Linked DNA regions of Mus musculus: all the other regions are linked to region 1. A link is a contact called in public HiChIP or PLAC-seq and promoter capture Hi-C data. All regions are on one chromosome and are shown on one strand. The core of a region is the stretch at or near the end of the contact, and the rest is flanking DNA. Distances in the headings are between cores, read along the strand shown. Region 1 holds the start of Lix1 (limb and CNS expressed 1). Region 2 holds the start of Chd1 (chromodomain helicase DNA binding protein 1). Region 3 holds the start of Pdcd2 (programmed cell death 2).

Region 1 (3,325 bases), core at 292-2,791:
ATGGAGTGACTTTTATTATTTCTAACATAGCTATTGACAAATGCTTGAAGGCAACATTTTTTTTTTTAAACTGAGAAAGAAAGTAGCTTTCATTTTATGCCTTAGAGGACAGATTGGTTACAATTTAATTTCTAAGAGGGAAGTTTTATAGAATAAAGAGGCCAGACATTTCTTTCTCTCTCTGTCTCTCTCTCTCTCTTTCTCTCTCTGCTTTTTTTTCATCACACATATGAGAAATACAAGCTTCAGGGACATCTGGAAAGGGGCATTATTCACTAATCAGAAAGCAGAATCCAAACCACTGATACTTTGATGGAGACACACATCACTAGAGTCACAAGAAAGGAAGCTGTAACGTATTGCAGGCTAAAAACATTCCATATGCATTTTCACCTTTTGGGCAGATCCAAAGAGCAATTCTATTCCAGAAGCCCTTTGTAATCTGACACCCACTGTAGATAAGATACACTATGAAGATAGTCTGTTTTGCAGCAGCGAGAAATCAAATTGGTTCCAGAAGCGAACTTATATGACAAATGGTTTAATAGTATTGCTGGAATTGTAAAGATTGGCTGAATTATTTTTCATAATCATTTTAGAAAAAGATTTAAAAATAACTTTGCCATGCCATGTGGGGGTGGGGGTGGGGATGTCGGGAATGAGGCTGAAGTTAGAAGGCATCACATTTTATTGGCATTATAATTTGCTATTAAAATTTAGGAGCTCAGTGGTTAAAATTAAATTTTGTTTGCTACAATACTTTTAGATAAAACAATACCTGATTTAATGTGTCTAGTTATGGTGTGAAAGATTAAATAGATGAACAACGAGCAGTGCATTTTTTAATTATCATTTCCAAGTTATTTTTAGTTTTCATTGAGTTCCACTCAGCTTTGTTTTATTTAAAAAGCATCTGGAAAAGATCATTAAGACTTGGCAGGTTTTAGACTTTAGAAAAAGTCATCTACACAGTACTGTCTTGGCAAAACAGCCCAGAGTCTTGTGGGCGTAGGTAAAAGGAAAGCCTTCTCCTGGCTGAAGTCGGGAACAATTTAAATATTGCTTAGCCCACAGAACACGACTACAAAGATCTAGCAGAAATCGTAGTTAAACAAGATGTGACTAGACACTTAGGACTATTTTCTAAAAAGTCAGGGGGGGAAAAAAGGTTTTTTTTTTTTTTTTTCCTTCAGTACTTACAGTCTTTGAAGACCAAAGCCGGGTCTCTGTGAGGCAAGGCTTGGGCAATGATGTGCCTCAGAGATTCCAAGGTTCTGTCCATCTCGAGTCTGCCTGTGCAAGCCTCCTGCACAGTCTCCTCATGCCTGAATTCTTGCAGCTCTGGACTGAATTTGTGCAGCTCATTGATGCAGTGGATTACTAAAGAATCCCTTTTAACATCTGCCAATCAGACATTTCCCAGAATCTAAAGACCCTCAGGGCCCTCCTCTCAGGCTCACTTATCTTTGTTGTATGCTGAGCTAATTAGCCTGAAAGGCTGGCTGACAGGCTGGTTCCCATGGCTTCGTTCTGTTAAACACACCCACCTACAGGCAGGCTGGGGAAGCTCAGTCATCATGAGAACAGATTTCTTCTCCAACCAGATTTTGCCTGGATGCTGTGCTGCCTTCCCATTTGGGCATTTCTTTCAGCCTTCCTTCTTTAAATGTGCTGCCCCCGGAATAGGTACTCAAGAAGGCATCGTCCTGCAGGTTCCTAAATTACAAGGGGAAGGCTTGGGACTGCCATCATTGAATAACCACTACAACCAACAATCTAAATTCCCCTTTGGGAAAGAGGAACTATAAAGATTACGATTAGAGTGAGATAATGCATTATTTCTGAAATCAGAATCCTCCCTGCAATGACAGTCACTTCTGGTGAGCAGTAGCAAGCAATCCCTAGTGAACTCTTTTATACTTTGCCTGACCATATTTCTTTTTCTGTTACCCTCCAAGACAAATCGTTCCCAAGATTGACTTTAATTAATCCTGATATCATTCTCTCATAATTTATTCTGTTAAAAATTTAATGGTGAGATCTGGAGAAATGGCTCAGGGTGTCAGGACTCTTGTGAAAGCAAGAGAACTTAGTTCAAATTCCTGGCATGTAAGTGAAAGCAGGACATGGTTGCATATACATGGCTGCATGTACAGGTAACATTAGGGTCCGGAAGCTGAGACAGGTGGCTCCCAGGACATGTCTACCAGTCAATTTGGCAAAAATGGGTAGCTTCATATTCTCTGAAAGATGCTGTTTCAAAAACTAAGGTGGAGAGTGATAGAAGCTATCTACTATCATTCTCTGGAATGCTCTTACATACACACCTGCATAGACTACAGACACTACAACTACCACCACCACACCACCAGCCCACCACCACCACCAGCAACACCAAAAACAACAGCAGCAACAACAGTGACAAGAATTTCTATCGACTAAGAGCAAAAAGCAATACCTTTAAAAGAAAAGTTTAATAGAAAGTTATTAAAAGAACTCAGCAAATGAGACTCTTTCCTATCTCTACAGATCCGTACACATGTGTAAAATAACACTTTGACAAGAGACAAACATGTCATGTGATCACATATCACACTTCAGGAATATGTAATATCAGAAACAAACGAACCAACTTTACTAGCTGTATGCTCTTGTTGTTGAGGCGCTGTGAAGGACTTTGCTGCTTCATTTGAAGTTTTTTTTTTTTTTTTACACAGAACTCACAGATTGTTGTCTCATGTTCCTTCCAATCTTCACATTCCATTATTGTGAAACTAATTCTTTAAAGACTATATAAATAGAATGTCTTTCATGTGATCAATTTCTTCAGCTAGTTGTAGAAGGGTGGGCTTAATAAAAAACAGAGAAGGAAAAAGTAGCAGTGATAATAAATGCTATTATAATGATTATTCCTTGACAAATACCCACAGGAAATTTAGGCCACCCAGAGAAGAAATTCAGGATTGTCACATAGACAAAATGAAATGATACATAGATCTATTTATAGTTCATATATATGCTTGAACCTCATGTGAAGAGACTTACTTTGGGTCACAAAGTATGCTATATATGCCTTGCATCAAATTGTGAGCAGCAGGCATGAATGCTCACATGTGTGTTTGTGTGTGTGTGTGTTGCTGAAGACCAAACCCAGAGACTTGTACAGGCTTGGCAATTTATCTATCATTGAGCAATAACTTCAGGCCAGAAAAAAGTTACTGTCTGTAGTCTAAGAATTTTATTTTATTTATTTGTTTGTTTGTTTTTCGAGACAGGGTTTCTCTGTGTAGCCCTGGCTGTCCTGGAACTCACTTTGTAGACCAGG
Region 2 (3,058 bases), core at 190-2,689, 1.7 Mb after region 1:
CCAGTAAGGTACTTAAGACGCCTTGAAAAAAAACATAAAAAGGCAATACAAAGAATACACACTGTATCTTATTTTCAAGGCAAACGACGGGGACGGGGGTGGGGAGCAAGACAATATTTCCACCTCTCAAGATTTCCGCCAGAGCACTAGAGTCACCTACAAGCCAACCACGAATAAACAAAGGAGATCTCTGGCAGGGGAGGGAGAGGAAGAAGCGGGGGAAGGAGACGTCAGATCCTTCCCCAGCCAGAAAGTACCACCAAGACACACTCGGGACGCAACAGAGTTGTCCTCCGACTCCAGCAGAGACTTAACTGATTATTTCCACTCCAAAGAACAGAGGGGCCAAACAGGCTGCTGCCACCTCCGCCCGGGGGGCCGACTCTGCACCTGGATCAGGATTTCCAACCTGCAGAGCTCAGTCTCCATACCTCTGGGAGAACAGGTCACCTAAGATCCACAGCACTCAACAGTAATTCCTAACGTTAACTATTAATTCCAGCCCCGGTGAAACCGGCCGAAGTCCTCCACCTCCTCTCCGCAAAGTCTGCGCTGAGAAAGTTCACTCGCCTAGGCGCTTTCCCTTTCACCTTCCTCTCGCCCCTCAAGATGGCTTTCCCCGTCCGCTGGACTTCCTTTCCAGCCTCGCCTCCTTTCTCCGTCCGGCCCTAAGTTCTCCTCCGAGCGCCCGGACTCCGGACGCTCCCGCGTCTCAACAATAAGAGCCCCCGAAGTGGCCAGGGCTCCCTCTGCAGCCTCCTTCCCCGCCTGGCAGTTGCCGGGCTCCCGGCTAAGTTTGCCGGGCGGCGCCGCGCGGGGCCGCTGCACCTTCTCCCCGCAGCCGGGCGCCGCGGCCTCCTTCCCGCCTCCCGCTCCCGCAGCCCCGCCGCGCGCCCTCCCGGGCTCGCCCGGCCACCGCCCCCTCCCCCCCACCCGCCCCGCGCTCCCACGTGCTGGTCCCCTCCGCGCGCCGGGCAGCGCCGCCAGGCCGCTGAGGATGCGCCGGGCCGCTCTCCCACGCCCCCGGCGCCGCGCCGGGCCTCGCGGGCCTCGCCCGCTCCCGGCCTCCCCGGCCTCGCCGACCCGTCCTTACCGGCGGGCACAGGGCGAAGGGTGGCGCGGGCCGGCGCCTCGGGCGGAGGATGCCCCGCGCGGGGGCCCGCGATCCTGGATGCCCAGGCCGCGGGACCCGCGCCGCGGACGGCAGAGGGGGAGGGGAGGCAGCGGGCGGAGACGCGCGGAGCTGGGGAGCGGGTCCGACGATCAGTTCATCTCCGGGCGCCCGGGCCGAGCGGGAAGTACCGAGGGCGCCTCCTCCGTCCGCGCTCCCGCCCCGCCGCTTATCGGCCGCCGGCAGCCGCCATGACGCCAAGACCGCGATCGAGCGCAACCGTCTCCGCCGCGCGGCGCCGCCGAGGTCGCTGTCGCCTCCGCCTCCCGAGCGACGTCACCGCCTCGGTTCACTCCCCTTCCCGGCGCGCGGCGGCGGCGCGCACGCCCGGCCTTTCCGCCGACGCGCGGGGGCGGGGCGGGGCGGGGCGGGGCGCCGAGGTGGTGCACGCCCCTCGGGGAAAGCCACCGAGTCCAGCCCAGGCTCGGCCTTCGCACTCGTAACCGGCGCTACCCCTGGCGTTCGTGGGGCTCCCGGGGATGGGCGCTCTGGTCACGGCACGGATGCGCAGGGATCCAGAGCGGGGGCCCAGGACTGCCTGCGGTGGGGGCCGGCCGCGCGCGCCGGGTGTCCGGAGTCCGGTCGGAGCTGCTGCGTCACCCGGGCAGCTAGAGAACTATTGGGCAACCTAGTCGCCTCCCGCTGCGATCTTTGCCTGGGCGACCAGCGACTAAGTCTCCTCCCGGGCGGGGCTTTAGTGAAAGAGAGAAAATAGAGTTCGAGCTGCTGACCTCCCAGGACGCTCCTTGATTCGTGTGTGGGTGGCCCATGCCTGGTTCATAAAAGAACTTTTACAACTGTGCCTGCCTAGATCGCTCCCTGGAATGCGGGTGGAAGGGTGCCGTGCGGAATCGGAACTGGAGGGGCGTTGGTAACTGGATCTAAGGTGCTGCAGCTTAGTTGACAGTTACTGTCATTACTGTATCCGCAGGCCTCAGTATGTCGAAGCAGAATCTCTTCAAGCGTGGTGATGTAGCAATCTATGTACGGTTTTCAATTTTGTTTTTATTATGCTTTTTGGTTTTGAAAGAGCGTTTTATTATGTAGCCCAGGGTGGCCTCAGGGTGATCCTTCGAAGTTTAGGCATTACAGGCAGGCGTGTGCCATCACCACAAGGCTGACTGTTTTTGCAAGGATTTGGAACTTTGTTTGCTTACTTGTTTTTAAATCAAAATTCTTTCTGATTTCATTACCTGGCCTGCAAATAAAAGATTCTTTAAAGACAGTATACAAAGCCAGGCTGGTCTTCCACTTCTCCATCTCCCTGCCTCAGCCTCCGGAGTGGTAGTAAAGGAATTGCTGGTGTACCCACCTTGTGGGTCTAACTTTTTAAAGTTTTCAACTTACTTTTTGAAGTTGCATTTTCTGTAGAGACCTCTCCTTCGAAGTCAAATGAGTTTGGCTGCCATAATATCTCCAAATGATTCTTAAGCTATTTGGGAAATTTCTAATGAAAATTTAAACTTTGCCCGGCGGTGGTGGCGCACACCTTTGATCCAAGCACTTGGGAGGCAGAGGCAGGCTGATTTCTGAGTTCGAGGCCAGCCTGGTCTACAAAGTGAGTTCCAGTACAGCCAGGGCTACACAGAGAAACCCTGTCTCGAAAAACCTAAAAAAGAAAGAAAGAAAGAAAGAAAGAAAGAAAGAAAGAAAGAAAGAAAGAAAGAAAGAAAGAGAAAGGAAAGGAAAGGAAAGGAAAAAAAGAAAAGAAAAGAAAAGAAAAGAAAAGAAAAGAAAGGAAGAAAATTTAAACTTGGAGCTTTATGTTTTGAATAAGATCATAATATACTTCAGTACTCTGTAAACTCTTAGAAACACTGGAGGAAGAAAGACTGGAGAATATAGAGAAATACAATGTATAAAAAATTGCAACAATCTTGCATGTTC
Region 3 (3,206 bases), core at 695-3,194, 1.9 Mb after region 1:
GCTATCTATAAATGTAAACTCTGCACCAGGGCTGAACTCCTCAGAGCAGTAGATTTATGTGTCTGCCAAGTAGGCTTGCCAACATAATAAAGACAAATTCTCCAACTTTCCGATGTAGTTTGGTCTCAAGGTCTGACTTATACAACACGTGGAAACACTGTGTCTGAAAGAAAAAGGGAAGTGGAGGAGGATTTAAAGTTACCTTAAATTGAGCAAGATCACAAGCATGCTCTTTAACTCAGCAAGTTCAGAAATAGGCTGACCCCTCTAAACTCCTCAGGAATGAAGCCTCCTATTTCACATAAATAAAATCTACTTGATTGTGTTGTTCAGCAAGGCCACTGATGTGCTCACTCTTCTGTCTTGGGTGGGCTTTATTTGGCTCTGCACGAACCAAGATGGGAACCCACTTCATTCAGTTCCATTACGAATATTGACGCAAAAACTACAGCTCTCACCTCAAAGGGAGTTAAAAGTTCATTCGGAGCCAAATTTGAATGATCGTAGCCCGGGAACATATATTCATGTCTTCCCAAGTACTATATGTTCCAGTGTGGAAGCACTTTCATGGAGTTTTTATAGTAACAGAACAAAAAGGAAATTTGAAATCAAGGTATTTTAACAATGAATGCATTTGTGGAAACATTAAGTAGTTACAGAGGAATCTCAGTACAGACCTGAGACACCATCTGATAGCATTGTTAGCCTTTTGATTGGTGGAGAATAGCATTTTGTTAATACAGTCCAATAGTCTTTATCTGTTTATCAAGGTGTTAGGTCTGACACAAAAGCGGCCACTAAGGTATCTTTAAGGGGCTAAAGACAACCCAAGAGAAATAGTACCATTTCTAAAGATTCTAAACTCTTCAAAGTCAAAAAGTTTTATTAGTTAACCAGACTTTGTAGACAGCTCCTTTCCAGGAATTCTTGTTTACACTAGCCAAAAAACCCACTGTTGTTTTGTCTTTACATCTTGCTTCCTGTCTAAATCCAACACACAGGGCAGCGAGTATGGGAGCACCCAACTGTGTGAAGCAGAGCGCTATGATTTACGTTTGTTTCGAGTGCTCCTCCTCAACTGTATCCGGTCATCTTTCTCCTCCACCCCAGTTTTGAACATCCTTTAACTGCATGAGGACAGGTTTCAAGGGTCTGTGTGGGTTCGCCCCCAACCTCAATTCTTCCACAGGAGAACAGAGCCTCCCTTTGAAAGAGAAGATAAAAATAGCAAACTTCAACATTAATTATGATTGGCGACATTACTTAGGATGTATTCAGTTTCATAAAACTAAGATAAGAGAATAAGAAACTCTCTGTTCTGAGATAACAGAATAACCTAAACTGCTAACTTCTGCTTTGGGAAGCCTACTTGCCCCTTTCTCTTCCAAAGGAAGCACGCATTTGTTCTCCCTTAAGAAGTGACCACCACCAATATCCACTTAGCAAGTTCCATTTGCTAGAGAAACTGTCATAATAAAAATCTGAAAATTCAGCTTCTGTAAAACTTGCTCAGCTCCGGGAAAAACCTCTTTTGAAGCAGAGATTTTAAAAGACCACTCTAAGATAATCACAAAGATTATGACAATATCTAACGGCATAAACCATGAAATGTTTCTGATCCGGGCTGAGTCTCTTACCCAATAGCGAAAGGCTACAGCTGCGAACTAATTAAAGTTTGTCTTTTGTCCCCGAGTGCTGAGAATGCCCCCACTTCCCTCACTCCAACCTGAGGATCTACAACCGACACCCTAATCTCAGAGGTCTGAAGAGCTTCCGGCCTTCGGATCCCCAGAAACAGTGACAGTTCGATGGAGGTAGTCTTGCTCACCAGCGTCCTTTATTCACTTTTGCTTCCTGCCTATAGGGTTACCTCCAGTCCGGTCCCAGCTCGAGATCTGACCCCGCCTCCCGCCTTCCGGCCTAACACGTGACCGCCCTCTTCCGGCCTGGTGGCAGAGTCCTGCTGCGAGCATGGCTGCAGCCGCCCCTGGTCCTGTGGAGTTGGGCTTCGCCGAGGAGGCACCGGCCTGGAGGCTGCGCAGCGAGCAGTTTCCCAGCAAAGTGGGCGGGCGGCCCGCGTGGTTGGGCTTGGCGGAGCTGCCGGGGCCCGGGGCGCTGGCGTGTGCGCGCTGCGGCCGCCCGCTCGCCTTCCTGCTGCAGGTGTACGCACCGCTGCCGGGCCGGGACGACGCCTTCCACCGCAGCCTCTTTCTCTTCTGCTGTCGCGAGCCGCCGTGCTGCGCCGGCCTGCGAGGTGAGCGGCCGCCGGGACAGGACCCGGGCGAGGGTTGCCACGGGGGCTGAACCCTGGACGTAGGACGATCGGTTGGCGCGAGTGGTTGTATTCAGGTACCGGAATTGTCTTAGAATCGTGTCCCTTTCATCCTGGGCACGGACTCCTTAAAGCCAATTTCTCTTGTCAGACGGAACTCTTCCCGGGTTTAAAAGCTCTTTAGCTTTTATTTTTATTCCCTTTCATATAAAAACCGCCCCCCCACCCCGAAAGCAAAAACCTTAGGTTTTCCTTAAATGAGGTTTTATGAGGTGAAGCACCGAAAACGGTTCAAATGTTTCAATTATTTTGTTTCACGGAAAGATAATCTCACGTACCCCTTTCTCCTCTTCATTTCAGTTTTTCGTAATCAGCTACCAAGGAACAACGCATTCTACTCCTATGAGCCCCCTTCTGAAACAGAAGCTTTGGGTACGGAATGTGTGTGCCTCCAGCTCAAGTCTGGAGCCCATCTCTGTCGGGTTTGTGGTTGCTTGGCCCCTATGACATGCTCTAGGTGCAAACAGGCACATTACTGCAGCAAGGAGCATCAGACATTAGACTGGCGGCTGGGACACAAGCAGGCTTGTACACAGTCAGGTAAGACAACTTAGCCTTACCGTCTCTGTCAACTGAGGTACTCCAGTTTCTGGTTAAACTTGAAATTAGAAAACATACTTTAAAAGTTTTAGGAACTGGTAACATGAACACTTCGCTAATCTAAAACACAACCAGCTTTATTTTTTTATTAGATATTTTCTTTATATACATTTCAAATGCTATCCCGAAAGTTCCCTATACCCCCCCCCCCCCCCCCAGCCCTGCTCCCTTACCCACCCACTCCTGATTCTTGGCCCTGGTGTTCCCCTGTACTGGGGCATATAAAGTTTGCAAGACCAAGGGGCCTCTCTTCCCAGTAATGGCCGACTAGGCC

Evidence for each region. HiChIP or PLAC-seq counts read pairs in DNA pulled down with a chosen protein or histone mark. Capture Hi-C pulls out chosen DNA fragments and counts their contacts.
Region 2: an H3K4me3 HiChIP or PLAC-seq map of embryonic forebrain shows a contact between it and region 1, with 9 times the contacts expected there. The contact joins the promoter of Chd1 here to the promoter of Lix1 in region 1. A contact is called at or near these places in 3 of 39 promoter capture datasets (the C10 cell line, cranial neural crest and second pharyngeal arch cranial neural crest), 1 of 484 Hi-C or Micro-C datasets (B cells) and 4 of 115 datasets of contacts at active chromatin or transcription factors (astrocytes, embryonic forebrain, embryonic hindbrain and 1 more).
Region 3: a contact with region 1 is called in a promoter capture Hi-C map of adipose tissue, with 2.6 times the contacts expected there. The contact joins the promoter of Pdcd2 here to the promoter of Lix1 in region 1. A contact is called at or near these places in 4 of 39 promoter capture datasets (cranial neural crest, frontonasal cranial neural crest, maxillary cranial neural crest and 1 more), 1 of 115 datasets of contacts at active chromatin or transcription factors (embryonic forebrain) and 1 of 9 other capture datasets (adipose tissue).

Annotation. Positions count from the first base shown.
Region 1 is chr17:17,400,902-17,404,226 of GRCm38.p6, reverse strand. Lix1 (limb and CNS expressed 1) reads right to left here and starts at 1,541. Exons shown (of 6, transcript NM_025681.2): 1 at 1,201-1,541. The coding sequence starts at 1,282.
Region 2 is chr17:15,703,348-15,706,405 of GRCm38.p6, reverse strand. Chd1 (chromodomain helicase DNA binding protein 1) reads right to left here and starts at 1,439. Exons shown (of 36, transcript NM_007690.3): 1 at 1,094-1,439. 5830433I10Rik (a long non-coding RNA gene) reads left to right here and starts at 1,029. Exons shown (of 2, transcript XR_001782213.2): 1 at 1,029-2,092.
Region 3 is chr17:15,526,039-15,529,244 of GRCm38.p6, reverse strand. It overlaps Pdcd2 (programmed cell death 2), which reads left to right and starts at 1,944. Exons shown (of 6, transcript NM_008799.2): 1 at 1,944-2,254; 2 at 2,633-2,872. The coding sequence starts at 1,972.